2 separate regions of the Mus musculus genome follow, and region 2 is linked to region 1. Evidence: chromatin contacts called from public Hi-C data. All regions are on one chromosome and are shown on one strand. Each heading gives the region's core, a stretch centred on a gene start, on an enhancer-like site or on the middle of the called end of the contact. The rest is flanking DNA. Distances are from core to core; before and after follow the strand shown. Region 1 overlaps Syt14 (synaptotagmin XIV). Region 2 holds the start of Syt14 (synaptotagmin XIV).

Region 1 (4,993 bases), core at 705-3,204:
GTACAGTTCACTTTCTTGCCTATGGTTAGTGATGATTTCATTCACTGTTGAAAAAGGCTACCCCGACTACACTGAGATTCCTTTGAAAAACCAGTATATATGTGCTTCTTTGTGGGTTGTTTCTGACTGAAGAGAGGTGACTGACATTACAGACGGTGACACTGAACTTCATCCTGCTGCTTACAGTGCTGTACCATTGAAACCTAGAAATTGTTTACTTCTTGAAATTGTTGTTTGATGCTACAGGCTGCTAATCATAGTTACGTGAAACCATGGGAAATGAAATCTGAATATAGTCTGCTATAATTTTATTAGAATTGTCCTCCAAGAACTCCCATATTAAAGGCTTATTCCCCAGCCTATGGTTCTGTGGATTGAGCCTAGTGGGAAAAAGTTAGATCCTTGCAAACATGCCTGTAACGGAGATAGTGAGACTTTGACCCCTACCTGAGTCTGTTTTTTGATCCGTAGCTGCCATAGGTGAGCATGGCTCCTCTGCTATGTATTCTGGCCAGCTGTGTTTGCCACTGCAGGCTTGTAGCAGTATGCTCAGGCAACCATGACCATGGACTGAGACTTTTGAAACTATGAGCCGGAGTAGACCTGTCTTTCTTTTAGTTGATTATTTCAGATAATTTGCCACATCGATGAGATGTTTACTAACACAACCTAACTTTCTGAGGCAATCTGCTTTCAGACACTAATCAGAAGAGCGAGAGATTGCTTAAGACTCTGAATCATTGCTGTAGTCACTGTTTCTTGTGTGCTAGATTTGGTTAGTAGCTCTTTTCCTCTACTTAAGCAATTGTTTTCCCAGCCGGTTCCTGTTTCTTTATATAGTATGTGCTAAGAAGCACTGTACTATATATTATCTGTTACTCAGTGCACACATCTAGATAGCTTTGTGTTTCCTTTTTAAACTTATTTTTATTTATGCCCATTTGTCTGTGTGAATATATAAAGTATGTGTATATACATGGTATCTAGAAGATGGTGTTGGGTCCAGTGGAGTTAGAGTTACAGGCAGTGTACGCTGCATAATTAGAATGGATGCGGTGAACTGAGCGCGGGTCCTTGCTTTTAACTACCGAGCTGAATCTCCACCCCCTTGTAATTGTTGTTGTTGGTGGTTTGGTTATTCTTTTTGGTTTGCTTTTTTTGAGACAGGGCTTCATGTGTCTCAGGCTGGTCTTGAACTCACTATGCATGATCCTGAACTTCTGGTCCTCTTGCCTCATCTCCTTACTTCTGGGATTACAGGCATGAGTCACCATTTCCAATTAATATCAGGCTGGAACTCAGGATAAGCACATTACCAACTGAGCTATAGCCTCAGCCTGTTTTTGAGACTAAGTGGTTTAGGCTGGCTAGACTAGATTAGTGTGGTTATCCTGCATCAGCCTCCTAAGAGCTGGGCTTATTGGCAACACCCAATGATGTGCAGAACTTTTTTTCTGGCCATTCTCAGATATATGTGCTTCAGCCTCCTTTGAGTGTCATACTCTCTTATCTCTTCAGCTCAGAAAAGTCAATGTGCTTCCAGGTCACTCCACTCTGTGCACTACAGTACTGTCTTCTCTCCAGACAAGACGCTTTTGGAATTGCAGCATACTGTTATCTCCGTTGAGTGATCATTGCCCTCATTTCCTCTGTTCAGTGTCCTAGGTGGTGCTGTTTCATGTATTTCCTCTGATGTTACAGCATTATTGGGTACCGGGATGCATCTGATCTTTGAGACTCTTAATTGGACCTAGAGAAAGGAATGACCAGAATGGGGTCTTCTGGAGCAGAGCTTTTAGAATAGAGACTGGAAAATACCCAGAAAATGAGAGTCCTACATTAGAGAAGACAATTGGATGAAATTTAGGTAAGGAGAAAGGACAGAGAAACCAGAGAATTAAAAATTAGAAGTTCTTGTAGGTTTATTAGTAATGAATGTGTTCACACAGGAAGCTTTGCCCCAGGTTTACCTTAGGAAAGCCATCTGCTGGACATGTGACATTACCTTTAGTCTGCATAAGTTTTAACATTCTAAAAATTATAATAGAAACATAGTTGCTTGTATTATCTTTAAAACAAATTCACAATGATGAAAGATGTATAATATATTTACTTAAAGGTTAAACATACTATATCTTTTACTCTATTCTAAGCATGTGGGGATATTAGTAGAGTCCCATTGACTAGAAGATGCATGGTGCCATCTAATGGCTAAGGTGAAGACTGTTCAGTGTTCTGCATATTGCTTTGCAAAATCTGTTGTTCTGAATGTCTGAAGTGCAGTTTTTATTAAACATGGAGGTTTGCTTATGTTTCACTTTAATTTACAGTGTTTTTTTCATATTCATCAATATAAGTGTCTTGTCACACTTAAAACCATGTATATGCTTACTTGGAAGCATATTAGATATAAATTCTGCTTATAAAACAGTTTTAATAAATGAGTCAGGTTTTCTGCACCTGCTTTGTTTTAAGTTTTTATTCCCCATCCCAACTCCTATAAGTAGTCATAACTAAGTTGTACCTATAGACTCTCATTTCTTTCTTTTTTAAAATATTTTTATTAGGTATTTTCCTCATTTACATCCCCAATGCTATCCCAAAAGTCACCCATACCCTTCCCCCCACTCCCCTACCCACCCATTCCCACTTTTTGGCCCTGGCGTTCCCCTGTACTGGGGCATATAAAGTTTGCAAGTCCAATGGGCCTCTCTTTCCAGTGATGGCCGACTAGGCCATCTTTTGATACATATGCAGCTAGAGTCAAGAGCTCCAGGGTACTGGTTAGTTCATAATGTTGTTCCACCTATAGGGTTGCAGTTCCCTTTAGCTCCTTGGATACTTTCTCTAGCTCCTCCATTGGGGGCCCTGTGATCCATCCAATAGCTGACTGTGAGCATCCACTTCTGTGTTTGCTAGGCCCCGGTATAGTCTCACATGAGACAGCTATATCTGGGTCCTTTCAGCAAAATCTTGCTAGTGTATGCAATGGTGTCAGCGTTTGGAAGCTGATTATGGGATGGATCCCTGGTTATGGCAATCACTAGATGGTCCATTTTTTCTTCACAGCTCCAAACTTTGTCTCTGTAACTCCTTCCATGGGTGTTTTGTTCCCAATTCTAAGAAGATGGCAAAGTGTCCACACTTTGGTCTTCGTTCTTCTTGAGTTTCATGCGTTTAGCAAATTGTATCTTATATCTTGGGTATCCTAAGTTTCTGGGCTAATATCCACTTATCAGTGAGTACATATTGTGTGAGTTCCTTTGTGATTGGGTTACCTCACTCAGGATGATGCCCTCCAGGTCCATCCATTTACCTAGGAATTTCATGAATTCATTGTTTTTAATAGCTGAGTAATACTCCATTGTGTAAATGTACCACATTTTCTGTATCCATTCCTCTGTTGAGGGGCATCTGGGTTCTTTCCAGCTTCGGGCTATTATAAATAAGGCTGCTATGAACATAGTGGAGCATGTGTCCTTCTTACCGGTTGGGACATCTTCTGGATATATGCCCAGGAGAGGTATTGCGGGATCCTCTGGTAGTACTATGTCCAATTTTCTGAGGAACCGCCAGACTGATTTCCAGAGTGGTTGTACAAGCTTGCAATCCCACCAACAATGGAGGAGTGTTCCTCTTTCTCCACATCTTTGCCAGCATCTGATGTCACCTGAATTTTTGATCTTAGCCATTCTGACTGGTGTGAGGTGGAATCTCAGGGCTGTTTTGATTTGCATTTCTCTGATGATTAAGGATGCTGAACATTTTTTCAAGTGCTTCTCAGCCATTTGGTATTCCTCAGGTGAGAATTCTTTGTTTAGCTCTGAGCCCCATTTTTTAATGGGGTTATTTGATTTTCTGGAGTCCACCTTCTTGAGTTCTTTATATATATTGGATATTAGTCTCCAGGGGCTTTCTTGTCTTTGCTGTACTAGCACTAGAATTACAGACTCTCCTTTCGGTGTAGGTTCTGGGAAATTAAATTCAGATCTTCATTCTTGTATAAGAATACCAATTGAGCTATGTCCACAGCCCTATAACTTTTTTAAAAAACATGAAACAAAGTTATCTCTAAAGTATGACTAACATTTGTTAAGTACTCTGTTATTCTACTCTAAGGCAGGTATCAGGAAAGGAACCCCTACCCCAAGTAAGTTTATAGGCCCTGTCACCATTGAGCTACCTTTTAGGGTAGCAGCAGTATAAATTGCTATTTTGTTCCAGTGTGTGAAGAAAGCTTAGACTGAGTGCTATAAGAGCACATAGTGAAGGGTTTGTTTCCAAACTTAAAACCCCAGGAAGCTATCTGGAGAAGTTCACTCCTGAATAGTCTTGAAAGGTAAAGATTGTCATGGTCAAGGTCAAGGTCAGAGAAGAAAGAGGGCTCATGAGAACCTGAGTTTGCATCACCAACACAAGTGCAAAAGCTAGGTGTGATTCAGGCAGGTAACTCTGGCACTGAGGGGACATTCTGGGGGCTCTGTGAACAGCTAGTCTAGATGAATGGCAAGCTTTAGGTTCAGTGTAAGAGTCTGTCTCAAAAAGTAAGACAGAGAGCAATAGATGAAGACCTCATGTATATAGAGCAAGTGTATTTACATGTGTGTGTGTGTGTGTGTGTGTGTGTCTGTGTGTCTGTGTGTCTGTGTGTATGTGCAAGCATACAGAACAGGAAGGTAGAGAAGAGCGGGTCAGTGAAGTGCATACTAAGACCTGGAAGAGTGAATTTTAATACTGCTTGTCTACCAAACTTGTCATCCCATTGATCACCCCAGGTTGATTCAACTGATCTGACTGGTTGGGCAGGTGTGTCTTTCTTCCCTCTCCACTTTATGCATGTTCCTTCTGAAGCTGTGTGTTTGGTTGAGAAGACAGCATTGCCTGGTAGAGTTGGACCATTTTTCTATCATTAATACATGAGTAGCTGCACTCCCCTCCTAGAACCTACTAAAAACTCCCAAGAAAAAGAGTTGAGACAAAAAGGGTTTAGCTT
Region 2 (4,993 bases), core at 1,376-3,875, 34 kb before region 1:
TATGGTATTATCTAAGACCCATCTCAGATTATTACAAAAGGTAATGTTGGTAGAGTGGATTATGAGTTTTAACTTAAGGGGAAATGTTATTAGTACTTTGGCCAAAGTCCTAAGTTTGAAGCTCAAGTTTAATACGCACACACACACAAGCACGCGCACACACACTTTCTGAGAAAACTATTGTGAACTAACCTGGTTTATGCAGATACCTGTGTAACTGCTGATTTCTGAGATGTTTGGCTTTCAATATGAAATTCTTGTAAGTTTCAACAGTTGAAGCCAGCTAGAAACCACAAACCAAGATCTGTGGTTTCAAATTTCATGTCCTGAAGTTCAAGTCTGTTTTAAGTACAGTGTCCTGGAGAAAACCTTATTATTGTATCTGGATCCCAAGCATATTGATGGTATTCCCCCGAGAGAGAAAGAGAGAGAGAGAGAGAGAGAGAGAGAGAGAGAGAGAGAGAATGAGAGAGAGAATGAGAGAGAGAATGAGAGAGCGCTTTAGACTAACCTATAGGTATTTTATAAGAACAGTCATTTAGTTTGATCCTTCAATAACAATTCCTGTTTGTAGATATATGTTTTTGGTGTGTGTTTCTATGCATGTGTGTGCGTTCATGTATGGATAGGTGCATGCATGCATCTGTATCTGTAAGATAGACATGCTGAATGTTTTCCTCAGTGTCTCTCTCTCTCTCTCTCTCTCTCTCTCTCTCTCTCTCTCTCTCTCGGTTTTTTCGAGACAAGGTTTCTCTGTATAGCCCTGGCTGTCCTGGAACTCACTCTGTAGATCAGGCTGGCCTCAAACTCAGAAATTTGCCTGCCCCTGCCTCCCAAGTGCTGAGATTAAAGGTGTGTGCCACCACTGCCCGGCTAGCTCTCTTCTTTGCCTATTTATTTTATTTTATGCATGACCGGTGTCTATGGAGGCTGGAAGAGGATGTCAGATCCCCTAGAATTGGAGTTACAACAGTTGTAAGCTCCCATGTGGATGCTGGGAGCTGAGCCCAGGTCCTCTGCAAAAACAGCAAGTGATCTTCACGGTTGAGACATTTCTCCAGTCTCACCCATCCCCCTTTTTTATTTTTTATTTTTTGAGACAGGCTTTTTCATTGATCTTGGAGTTCATCAGTTAGTCTACACTGGCTTAACAATGAACTTCAAGGATCTGCCTATCTCAGTTCTACAGAGTTAGGATAACAAGCATGCTACTTAAAAAAAAAAAAAGGTGTGGATTGAGCTCAAGCTCTCATGCTTGTGCAACAAGCACTTTATCAACTGATCCATCTCCTCTACCCCTGCAGCCAGTTCTCTATATGATGCCTAGATCAACAGATATTCACTGGACTAGTCAAAACATTAAAGAACAGGGTCAGGGAAAAGTCTCAGAAGGTAAAGATGTTTGCTACCAAGCCTGGCTGACAACCTGATTTTGATCCCTGGAGGTCATATGGTGATGAGAACAAACTTCTGCAAACTGTCTTTTAACCTTCACACGAAGGTCCTGCCCCAATAAATAAGCAAATGTAGAAAAAAAATGTTAAAGAATCGATGCCTATTGAGCATCAATCGACTGAGGGAGAAGTTATATAAAAGCAATGAAAGGCAGTTTCTGCTCTAGATTACAGTCCAACCTCACATAATAAGTGGAAAATATTTTCTTCTTTGTTTCTGTCCTTAATATAGCCACCTGTTCTAGGAGTGACCATCTTCTCCACAAGGAAGAATCACTAATCCCCTATCCTTCTAGGCTCCTCCATCCGGCCTTTAAAGTACCCAAACGAAGCGGGATAAACAGTGGAGAGGGGCTGATTAGGTAGCTAGTTTGCTCGGGGTTGGCTTTTGGGTGTTCACATGCTCAAGGGCTTGCAAACTTAAAAATGGGTACATGACATGCATTTCAGGCCCTTTGTCAAGACGTCTGTGCAACACCTACAATTGTGTGGCTTCAAATGTGTGCTTGCAATGCATAGACAAATGGGGAACTCGTTCCTCCAAGGAGGCATCAGGCTCCTGTGGAGTTGGGTCACATTAGAAATGAGGCTGAAGAGAGAGAGGGAAGGAGGGAGAGACAGAGACTATCCTCACGATCCCTCTTTCTGGTTTGCTGTGCCACGAAGCTGTCTCTACTGGCTGGCTGAAATCTGAGGTGAGTGTTCAGGCAAACCAAACCAAACTGAATAGATCTTCGCTGAGAGGGAATCTGGCACCTCCTGGGTGCGGAGACCTGTCCGTGGTCCTGACCGCTTGTCCAGCCGCTCTGGAAGCCTGGTGAAGGCTGGCTGCTGAGGCTGCTCTCTGCTCTGTCTGCACCTGTTGGGAACGCCCGCCTGAGACCCTGCACTGGCTGGGGGAGAGGGGGTTGGGGGAGGTGAGGGCGTGGCCAGCAAGAGGCGGGCGTGGCGGGTCAGGGTGGTAGGCGGGGTTGTGGATATTTCGGGGGCGGGGCCTGGGAAGGTAGATGGGAATGGGTTAAGTCGAGGTTGTGGGCCAAACTATAGTTGTTGCGAGGGGCGGGGCCTAGAGGGGCCGGGGGCGGGGCGGTGTCACGTGCCGACGGTGCGCGACCGTGGAAGGTTCCGCTTCCTGCGCCGCCTGCTCCGGAGCTTCGACCCCACCCCGCCGCCCCGCCCCAGCTCCTGGAGGCCCAGCTGCCTGGCCCCGGGGCGTTCCCGCCCCTCTGGCCCGAGGCCTAAGAAGAGCAAGCTCCAGCACTTACCCCCGCTCTCCCTGCGTGGTTGGTGCGGTCCATGGCGAGCGCATCATGGCGATCGAAGGTAAGTGGAAGGCAAGCGATGCGCGGAGAAGACGCCCCGCGAGCGAGCGCAGGGCCCAGGAGGCCGAGGTGCGGGTTGCGGGTCCGGACTGTAAGGGAAGCTAATGCGGGACACCGGCCTAGGCGCGGCGTGCGGCCCTCGCGAGCACTGGCCTACACACTTTGGGCGCTGAGGTACCGAGTGAGATGCTCAGGCACTAAGGCTCTGAAGTACTGAGTGAGATGCTCAGGTACTAAGGCTCTGAAGTACTGAGTGAGATGCTCAGGTACTAAGGCGCTGAGGTACTTAGACGCCAACTCGCTCAGTCTCTGAGGTGATAATGAGGCGCTGAGGTTCTGAGGCACAGAGGAGACTTAGGTACTTAGACACTGAGGTGCTGAGTCTCTGAGGTAAATGAGGCGCTGAGGTTCTGAGGCACTGAGGAGACTCAGTTACTAAGGCGCTGAGGTACTGAGTGAGATGCTCAGGTACTAGGGCGCTGAGATACCGAGATGCTGAGGTGAATGAGGCTCTGAGGTATTGAGAAGCGCCGTGCTGTTCGGCAGCGGGAGGCTGCCCTTGTGGGATCCGCTCATCCTGCTGCTCCTGTCGGGCTTTCTGGGCCGATGATAACCACGCTGTCCCCTTCGGTTGACGGGTATAGGGGGGCCAGGACATCTTCGTGAGGTCAACCCTCTTATCTGACCCTCACAATTGCTTTTTTCCGGGGAGAGGCAAATGCCTATTTATGACAAACGCACCCAGAAGATTGGCAACAGAAATGTTTCACAAGTAGCTTGATTCGAATTGGGTAAGGTAAGTGGTACCGATGTGTATTTTCCTCTTATTCTGAGAGCATGGAGTTGGAGTGGAGTGGAATTTGCCTTGCTTTTAAGGAGCATATTGTGCAGTTAGTATCACACAGGTGTGATGCTTACAGCATCTTGTTTTCCATTTTAGATGAGCTCAGTACAAAAAAAAGGATTTCCAAAACTTCCCTGCGTGACCTGTACAGAGTACCTGTAGCTGAATCATTACTTGCCTACATTTAATGTGTTCCCCCTCGCACAGTAATTCCCTTAGGTGACTGGTCTCTGTTAGTATACACGCCTGGGGGCTTCTTTAGGATCCAGCCACCAAACTCCAGAATTAACTCAGCTGTGTGTTTCATGTTTACTTCAATTTAGAGATTAAGTACGGGACACATTGACATGATTTGCTAAGATGATGGAGAATAAAATCTACCTGTAATCGTTGATGTTCAGAACAGCATGTTCAACCCTTATTCTTCTCAGTACTGTTTATTAGAGCTGGAATTAGGGAGTGAAATTCACTGGTTGACGTAGAATGCTTTATTTTGTCAACAACTTTGTGGAAGGATTTCTTGTAAAGTCATACAAATATAATTTTAAGCAGATGATGAAGGATTAACCCAGTTAGGATTCAAATATGATCTCATAATTTGTAATTTCTTATTGTCCAAGTTTTCTTTAGGCATACATACCTTCTCCTGGCAGCCAAATGTTAGAGCATTTTGCTCAGTGTTTTGTATCTTTAAATAATTGGGTTTTCTAAAGATTCTCTGTATGCTTTTTGTTTTCTTTTGTTTTGTTTTAGTTTTGATAGCATGGTACATGCCAGGAAGTACCACTGAACTATACCCCCAGCTTATTATTATACCTATAGATTTTTTAAAAAGGTTTTCAAGATACAAATATCAACACTTAGGCTTTCTCTGGTTTGCCAAGGAAAATGTAGTTAATATATTTCAAATAAAGGTTAAGTCAGTCTAACTATGCTTCTTAGCACTTACTAAAATAGATTCTGTTTATATATACCATCCCTACTTTCCTCACCTTTGAGTAGAATCTTAATTACTCAGTGTGGTAATACCATAAGCCAATGTTTCTTTGAAGACCTGCTTGGTGGTCATAACGCTAATTGATAAAGAATGACATAGTTACTTAGTAGAAATAATTTATATACAGTTCATTCACCTTTTAACTCAATGAACATTTGTTGTATATCAGGAATAGACAATATTCTGAAATAGACTTTGTGGGATCCTCTCTGTTAGAATTTATGTTTTGGTGGAACAGATAATTGTGAGCATGGTTGCAGTATAGTGTATACACCAAGAAATAGGCCATGCATGCTTCCTTTGTGTAAAAACATTCAGTGGTGCTGACTTCAAACTTAATTTTGAGATAATAAATGTTATACCCTTAAGGTCTTTA

What was found. A called contact is a pair of places that touch in the nucleus more often than the background predicts.
Region 2: a contact with region 1 is called in a Hi-C map of erythroblasts, with 2.9 times the contacts expected there. The contact joins the promoter of Syt14 here to the enhancer-like site in region 1. A contact is called at or near these places in 4 of 39 promoter capture datasets (the HPC-7 cell line, fetal liver, hippocampal neurons and 1 more), 1 of 15 datasets of contacts at CTCF or cohesin (CD8 T cells), 7 of 484 Hi-C or Micro-C datasets (CD4 single positive thymocytes, cerebral cortex, cortical neurons and 4 more), 2 of 115 datasets of contacts at active chromatin or transcription factors (both in embryonic stem cells) and 2 of 9 other capture datasets (adipose tissue and pancreatic islet).

What each region holds. Positions count from the first base shown.
Region 1 is chr1:192,998,297-193,003,289 of GRCm38.p6, reverse strand. All of the region lies in intron 2 of Syt14 (synaptotagmin XIV), which reads left to right. Among named protein-coding and RNA genes, the nearest start is that of Syt14, 35 kb to the left of the region's middle. Within about 2 kb of position 1,954, at least 20 of the 459 cell types and tissues checked have an H3K27ac peak or open chromatin away from gene starts, as enhancers often do. A contact at or near this core is called in erythroblasts and rod photoreceptor, where this site is marked.
Region 2 is chr1:193,033,407-193,038,399 of GRCm38.p6, reverse strand. It overlaps Syt14 (synaptotagmin XIV), which reads left to right and starts at 2,625. Exons shown (of 8, transcript NM_181546.3): 1 at 2,625-2,777. The coding sequence starts at 2,765.